Linked DNA regions of Salmo salar: region 2 is linked to region 1. Evidence: chromatin contacts called from public Hi-C data. All regions are on one chromosome and are shown on one strand. Each heading gives the region's core, a stretch centred on a gene start, on an enhancer-like site or on the middle of the called end of the contact. The rest is flanking DNA. Distances are from core to core; before and after follow the strand shown. Region 1 holds the start of lamtor3 (late endosomal/lysosomal adaptor, MAPK and MTOR activator 3). Region 2 holds the start of LOC106611127 (BEN domain-containing protein 3).

What was found. Hi-C and Micro-C count contacts between places; a contact is called where the count stands out from the background.
Region 2: a contact with region 1 is called in a Hi-C map of gill, with 2.9 times the contacts expected there. The contact joins the promoter of LOC106611127 here to the promoter of lamtor3 in region 1. A contact is called at or near these places in 2 of 3 Hi-C or Micro-C datasets (blood and gill).

Annotation. Positions count from the first base shown.
Region 1 is chrssa09:26,155,603-26,159,434 of Ssal_v3.1, reverse strand. It overlaps lamtor3 (late endosomal/lysosomal adaptor, MAPK and MTOR activator 3), which reads left to right and starts at 1,996. Exons shown (of 7, transcript NM_001141049.1): 1 at 1,996-2,071; 2 at 2,292-2,333; 3 at 2,460-2,494; 4 at 3,059-3,117; 5 at 3,229-3,362. The coding sequence starts at 2,325. zgc:123321 (Yip1 domain family, member 5) reads right to left here and starts at 1,157. Exons shown (of 6, transcript NM_001140752.2): 1 at 1,131-1,157; 2 at 478-601; 3 at 82-218. The coding sequence starts at 599.
Region 2 is chrssa09:26,418,806-26,422,637 of Ssal_v3.1, reverse strand. LOC106611127 (BEN domain-containing protein 3) reads right to left here and starts at 2,007. Exons shown (of 4, transcript XM_014211003.2): 1 at 1,854-2,007; 2 at 601-655; 3 at 269-465; 4 at 1-90. The coding sequence starts at 652.

The DNA of each region.
Region 1 (3,832 bases), core at 747-3,246:
TGTTAAAGATTTCATCCGGAGGTAAAACAATGTGTTGAATAAACCAACAGTTTAGAGCAGTACTAGTGACTCGGGTCTTACCCTCCAGCAACGGAGGCTCCTCTTCAAATGATCCGTCTGTTCCAGCTGTGTTTTGATATGTCCCAGCAGGCTTTGAAGGCTGGAAGGCCTGGCCCGTAGAGGGGGTGAACACACCAGGCATGGACACATCTATGCCACTAATAACAAAACAAAAATCTTACTGGCTAAATGTATCTACTTTCCTTCCAAAAAAGTAGGGGACGATGTGAGGGATGTGCCCCCATTGTACATCTCCCTTTCTATCATGACATAATGCAATTGACCTTCAGAGAACAAAATTATATATTATGAGTTAGACTTATTAACACATTCAAATCTTCCCAATCCCAGTTCAAAAGTTGAATGAAGAGTTCTACACCACCACTCAGGAATGCAGAGTTTACCCCATATACTTACTCATCCTCATTCTCTGGGTTATGGTCATAGCCATCGCCATAGTCGTAGGCCACCTGTCCCTGGTCATCGATGTAATACCCTGACTGGTAGAAGTCCTGTTCAAATTGCTGAAAGTCCCCCATTGCTATAGAGTAGGCAGAGATGATTAAGATAAAGATCATGTCTGTAACAGTAGAATGAAGTGAGGGGCTAGCCTTTTGAGGAGTGGTGCTCAGTTTGAGTCTCACATATCACAAAACCTAGTTGTCAAGCAAATCACCATTATATAAACTACAAATGATAATACAAATAGCTATTGCGCTTTATCCTTTGGTCAACAGCATACTCACACTACAGCAGAAAAAGCAAGCCAGATATCCTTAAGATTTCACTCAAACTGCTAAGGCAAGATCATATTTTGTAACTGGGATTGCTTATCTCAGTAGAATGAGGTCTCATCAGCACATACTTGATTGGATCTGGAGGCCTGTACCAGCCCATTGAAAGTCTGTTTACAGTCACAGCACCAGTGGCCTAGTAGCAACACTAAATAGACATGCATAAGAAACAGCCAACAGAAATATGTATGCCTGTGAAATCAACCAGTCTATTCACTTCATTAAAGTACAATCACACCCCACACAGAGCCTTATTGCTAAATTCAGATTTCAAACCTTGAGGTAAATTCTCAGCAAGACCTCTTATTATGTTGTCAAGGGAGAGTTTGGGAAGAAAAGTTGACGCCTATGTGGGGATGTACTATAAATAGTTTACTATATTTAAACTGGGGGAATAACAAACCCTGAGAAGCAGACTAAGTAGCCCACTTTCTATTTAATCTATTTCTTAATTGCGCTCTTTTTTCTTTTTCATTCAGCTAGGTTTGGTAATAGGTATAATGCACATTACATCCATTCGCAGAAATGCAATGGTTTTGGATACTCGGCGCTACAGAACACAATTAACAATTTCCACTACTGACAGGACCCTTAATTTGAAACATTTTCGAACAGCGTAACCCGGATGTTGCTGGCTCAACATGGGTCAAGTCAAAGATGATCTATTATATTGACAAGATAGTTGAGTGACCGCTCTAACAAAGGCAATACATGTCCTCAAAGATGGAGGAGTCAATGCTATCCCGAATCCTTGGGACGTCCCTACCCCATTGAAGTTTACATTTAAAATAGTTACGGTAAGGGTTATGGTTAGGTTTAGAGTAGGGACGTCCCAAGGGTCGCAGATGGCACTGACTTGACCAAAATGGAAGGCAGGCGGCGAGATCAGGTGGGACCATTCTAACCAATTAGAGGGCAGATACCCGTGTTACATGCACAACTAAGTTGTTTTTTATCAAATTTGCCGGAATTCAATTTGCATCCACTTATATTAGAACATTTGTAAGAGCCTAAACATTACGAAACGTATATTCGATCAAATAAGCCTTACGTAATTCGGCACTCTCTCATAGACCATACAAAAAGGGCTTATCGCACGCAGTAAATCCTCTCGCTTTGCCTCTTCCTAGCGGAACAAGTCAGTCATGTGATTTCCTTGTGCTCAAGCGGAGTCAGAAAAGGATCGAAGATTTTGTTCCAAGTAAAAAATAAGGTAACTAATACAGTGCATTTTAAAAGTATCTGATAAAGATCGTCATACCTTGTAGCTAGCTAACATTCAGTAACCTTCCTAAACACAGTAACGTTATCAGCTGATTATAGCGTACTGTAGCAAGCTAGCTGTTAACAAGTCAGGGGAAGCTTGGGAGAGCACAAAAATACCTGCTGATATTATTTAGCTTTACAGACACCCTTGCCATAATTCAGTTCTCTATTTTAGTAATTGACGGAATAAAATAAGTTTCCACCATGGCTGATGTAAGTATCAATTCTTTGACCACAATCACTAATTAGCTATATCCATCTAGCCAGATGAAGCTATAACTAACTACACTCGTGTAGCAAATGGCTATCTGGTCTAACACATTAACATATTTGTTGCAGGACTTGAAGAGATACTTGTACAAACAGCTACCAAGGTATGTTTGTTGTATGATTATGGTGTGTTCATTGTGATTCTTCTGTTGCTGAAACCTAATGAGTTAATTTGACTCGACGAATGTCATGTGTAGCAGCCTAAACTCCACGGTGACGGATGTTTCTGAACTCCACCAACCGAGTGGAGCAGAGACTAGGCTTTGTGCAATTCAGCACCAACTACATTGATTTGTCCAAGGTCAATAATGAAATGCTTACCTTGTATTTATGTTTGTCCTCTGTAGTTGTGTTTTGAAATCCATATTTTTCAAAACGTTATCAAATACAGCCACCGACTTTGCAAATGCGCATGTGCCAACAAGGAAACAGTCGGTGGTTGTATTTGATTAATGTTTTTTAAGTATGGAGGACAAACATAGGTACAAGGTAAGTGTTTCATAATTGACATCTTTCAAATATCGACCTTGGGCGACTCAATGTAGTCTGAGCTGAATTCCATAAAGTCTGGTCTATGCTCCACTCTGTTGGAGTTCATTAGAAATGTCCCTCACATGGACTGGCGTTAAGTCAGCTATGTCAAGTGCTGCTCTCTTCTTATCCACCAGTGTTGAGGGTCTTCATGCAATTGTAGTGACAGACAGGGATGGTGTCCCAGTTATCAAAGGTAGGTCTCCCTCACAACTGTTTTTTGTTCTAAACTAGGTCATTTAGTTGACCTCTTCTTATCCATGTTCCAATGTGTTGTGCTCAGTGTACCTGATATTTTATCCTTCAGTGGCAAATGATAACGCACCAGAATATGCTCTACGGCCAGGCTTCCTCTCCACCTTTGCATTGGCCACCGACCAGGGCAGTAAGCTAGGGCTCTCCAAAAACAAGAGCATCATCTGCTACTATAACACATACCAGGTAAGTTAAATCTACAACTAAAAATGGACATTGTTGCCTGGGGCGACTTGGTGATTAGTTGAGTCAGGTGTTAGTGCTGGGCTAGAATAAGTGTACATTCCCAAGGGCTCCCTGGGAATGGCTTGAGAAACACTGACCTACAGTGTATTCGGAAAGTATTCAGACCCCTTGACTTTTTCCACATTTTCCATTACAGCCTTACTCTAATGGATTAAATTGTATTTTCACCTCAATCTACACACAACCTATAATGACAAAGCAGAAACAGGTTTAGCCATTTTTTTTAAAATTATTAAAAATAAAAGCGGATATCACATTTACATAAGTATTCAGACCCTTTACTCAGTACTTTGTTGAAGCACCTTTGGCAGCGATTTACATCCTCACGTCTTCTTGGGTATGATGCTACAAGCTTGGCACGCCTGTATTTGGTGTTTTTTCCCCCCCCATTCTCTGCAGATCCTCAAGTT
Region 2 (3,832 bases), core at 758-3,257, 260 kb before region 1:
TATAGTCTTCTCCTGGTCAGCAGATGTCAGGCAAAGGGGTTGAGGCCTCGTGGATTCTTCAGACAATCTCCTCAGTAAGCGTCGCCCAGCCTACACAGAGACAACAAAAACATGATCCATTTCTTATCGCAGATGTATTTTCTAAGTCATATAAGAACTAGAATAAGCATGCTAAATAAATAGATGGACAAATGTCATCACATAGACAGGCCTATTTAGCAAGTTCAGTTAGGCATGAGGTATAGATTATGCCATTTCATTAATTTACCTCACTAGAGACCCTGACTCTCTTGCTGCTGGTAGACTGGTCCAATTCAGAATTGTGAGCGTCACAGCCCATGTCCATAACAGTACGTTTGCTGGTGGCCTCACTAGTTCCAAGAGACCATCTTCGTGGTCCATCAGTTGTCTCACTAATAGCACAGTCATCCGTCTCCAACTTGATGTCTTGAATGGGTTCTCTCTCTGCAGAAAACATTTAAAATCAATGTTATGTTATTTACAAGTTAATTTGATTTTCCCAATTTAGGTGTTGATCAATCCAAACCATTTCAGTGGATAGTTGCATTATAACAGTGTCAATACATTTTATAGACTTACCTCTCTCAAGCTTTTCTCCATCCGAGTTTTCCCCATGGTCAGAGGAATTCATGTCCTATAGTGAAAAAATTGAATAAAAATAAATCAAACCTGTAACATCTTTATTCGTTTAAGAATTAAAATGTCACTGCACAGTTAAGTAACCTTGACTAAAGACACATTCCATTGTCCAAAGTGTGCTATATTGTTAGGCTTAATCTTTCATAAGATATTTCAAAATGATTAAAAGTCCCATTCTATATTCAACAACATAACTGTGAGTGTTGTTCCATAGAAAGTAAAGCCTATGATGTTATTATTGTCGTAATCAAACAGGCCCTTGTTCACTTTGTCTACTTCACCTGCTTGAACATGTTCATGGGCAATTAGGCCTACATGATGTCATACTGAACCCTGATCAGCTGCTTGGGCGCATGTTTACTAATCGAAAATACTGAATTACATTCAAGCTACATTCATTTTACAAATAAATATAATACACTTGTGCTCTGCTGTTTAACTGTTAACAGTGGGTGAGTTGTGTTCTCGTAGTGATGCAAGAGAGGACTCAACGTCTGTAACTAGAGGCTTTATGACTTCTCACTCGCCCCCTTTTACTTCTGTTTCTGTCCCATCCACTTCCTCATTCTTCCACTAGAAGCCCATGAACCAAAACATGAGTACACAGAGAGAGGAAGAGGCGAAACGAGAGGATGTACTCCGCCCAAGATCTGTCCACGTGAGATAAGCCCCTTTTTGTACGTCGGTCTTTGAGTGTTCAATAACGTGAGGCTTATTTAATCGAATATAATGTTTAGGCTGTTACAAATACAATGATATAAGTGGATGCACGTGGCATTCGACAACTTTGAGAAAACGCACTTAGTTGTGCCTGACGTTCACACGCATATCTGCTCTCACACTGGCTAGAATGGACCCACCTGATCTCCCTTGCCTTCAATCATTAAGGACATGTTTTTCCATTGTTAGAGCGGTCACTCGGCTATCTTGCCAATATAATAGATACTCTTTGGACTACACACACAGCTGTGTCATACTTTTCACGCTGTCAACTTCAGTCTTTCGTGGCAATTAAAAATGCAATGAGATTTATTTGAAAACACAGCAAATTGATATTTCTACTTCGCATTAAAGCTAGCTAATCATTGTTTTTAGGGATTCTTCTTTAGTGACGAGGCAGTGTATATCCTCGGACGAGTTTTTCCCACTCGTCTTCGTGGAATTGTCTCAAAAACGCAGATGTTCGAGCTCACCTTTACGATTTCATGGAGTCCTTTGCAGTAATTGAAGGTTGGGTTAACATATTTGCCGAGAATGTCGTGGGAATTTCACACACGGATAACTGTTGTTCGTGTTTCTCCTCTTTTTTTTTCTTCTCTGTGCTGTCTCGCGTGACGTGATTGGGCGCGCGCCTGCTGTGTCATTTCCGCACAGCTGTGGATGTGTTTTGTGTGGCCGTGGGCCTTGTGCATGATGACAACAGAGATAAACAATAACCCAAATTGCGCGAAAATGCAATGAATCGAAAGGTATATTAGCTACATTATTTGTGGCTAATTTGCGAATCCCCATATGAGGCTTGATAGCCTTGCAGGCTATTTCACGTGAGCTGGCCTACAGGCAGATATTCTCTGCATTTCAACAGGTAGCTGCAATTAGCGCTCTCTGAAGATGTGCAGTACCTTCGCAGAGTGGGCCACGAACGAATAGTAAACCATGGAGAAAATGGATCCAGTTTCATTTTCACCTGCACAAAGTGAATTCTAGTGTTCACTTACATTCCATGAGATTACATAGCTTACCTAAACATGTGTGATAGAAGACTTTATAAACAATGTGTTCAATGACAATGAAAACATCGATCAAAGTGATTTATTAACCCCGTCCTTTAATACACATTTCAATCAATCGACAACCCTTTTTAGCTCCACTTGCAACTTGAACATAAAAAGTAACATTACTATGGTATATGTCTCCCTCCTGTGTTTTCAAATGGAATTGCATTTACAACAGAGGGTGGCGGTAAATAAATAGCTCATGGGCCCACTACTGTAGGTCCAAGTCAGATTCCCAGATAATAATTTAAGTAAATCGTATTTCTCACACTTAAAACGCCTTAAATCCAACATCATCCCATTTTATCAGTGGTGGAAAAAGTTCTCAATTGTCATACTTGAGTAAAAGTAATACCTTAATAGAAAATGACAAGAAAGTGTCACCCAGTAAAATACTACTTCAGTAAAAGTGTTTGGTTTAAATATACTTAAGTATCAAAAGCACACTCTAAACACTCACACATAATTTACAAACAAAGCATTTGTGTTTAATGAGTCTGCCAGATCAGAGGCAGTAGGGTTGTTTTCTTGATAAGTGTGTGAATTGAACCATTTTCCTGTCAAAATCTAAGGAGTACTTTTGGGTGTCAGGAAAAATGTATGGAGTAAAAAGTACATTATTTTCTTCAGGAATGTAGTAAAAGTTGGCAAAAATGTAAATAGTAAAGTACAGATACCCCAAAAACAACTTAAGGAGTACTTTAAAGTAGTTTTACTTAAGTATTTTACACCACTGCATTTGATCCAAATGTCAGCATCCAAAAACACAAATCCAGTTTTGTAAGGGGATAAATGCATGTGTGAGGATTAGAGGCTTTCTAAGATTTTATGTAGACAAAGGTAGCTGCTATTCTACCCTTTTAAATGATTAAATGCAGTATTCAATTAATCTTATTTTTTTATATGAATAAAGACTTGCTAAAGTGCCAAAATTTAACAATTTGCCAAGTCCCTCTGTGCACCCTCTACAACTTCTAGGAAGACTTTAACCCACTTAATCCCAACATTTCTCCAAGTTTTTACCGTCATTGTAAAGTGCTAGGTATTTTGTTGCTTTGACAGTCATTTCTGAAGAATACTAATTATTTAATGTGATTAGTGGGTCATTTACATATGTCCCTAATTTTAAGGTCAACCCTGTTACGTGGACGGAACTGAATATGGTGAAACTATTACTTTTAAAATATTTTTTTCAAAAGAAACAGTCAAATAATAATGTAAAGCAGGAGAGCTGGTTCTACTCTTATCTGGTGTTGTGGTAGAAAACAGAGGGTCTAGCATTATACATCAACCCTGTCAACCCATAGACAGGCAGGCTAGAAATGTTTTAACAATTGCATTTGTTTTGTGAGGCTTGCATTCAATTGCCCTTCCCTGTTGCATACAACAAGCTTCCA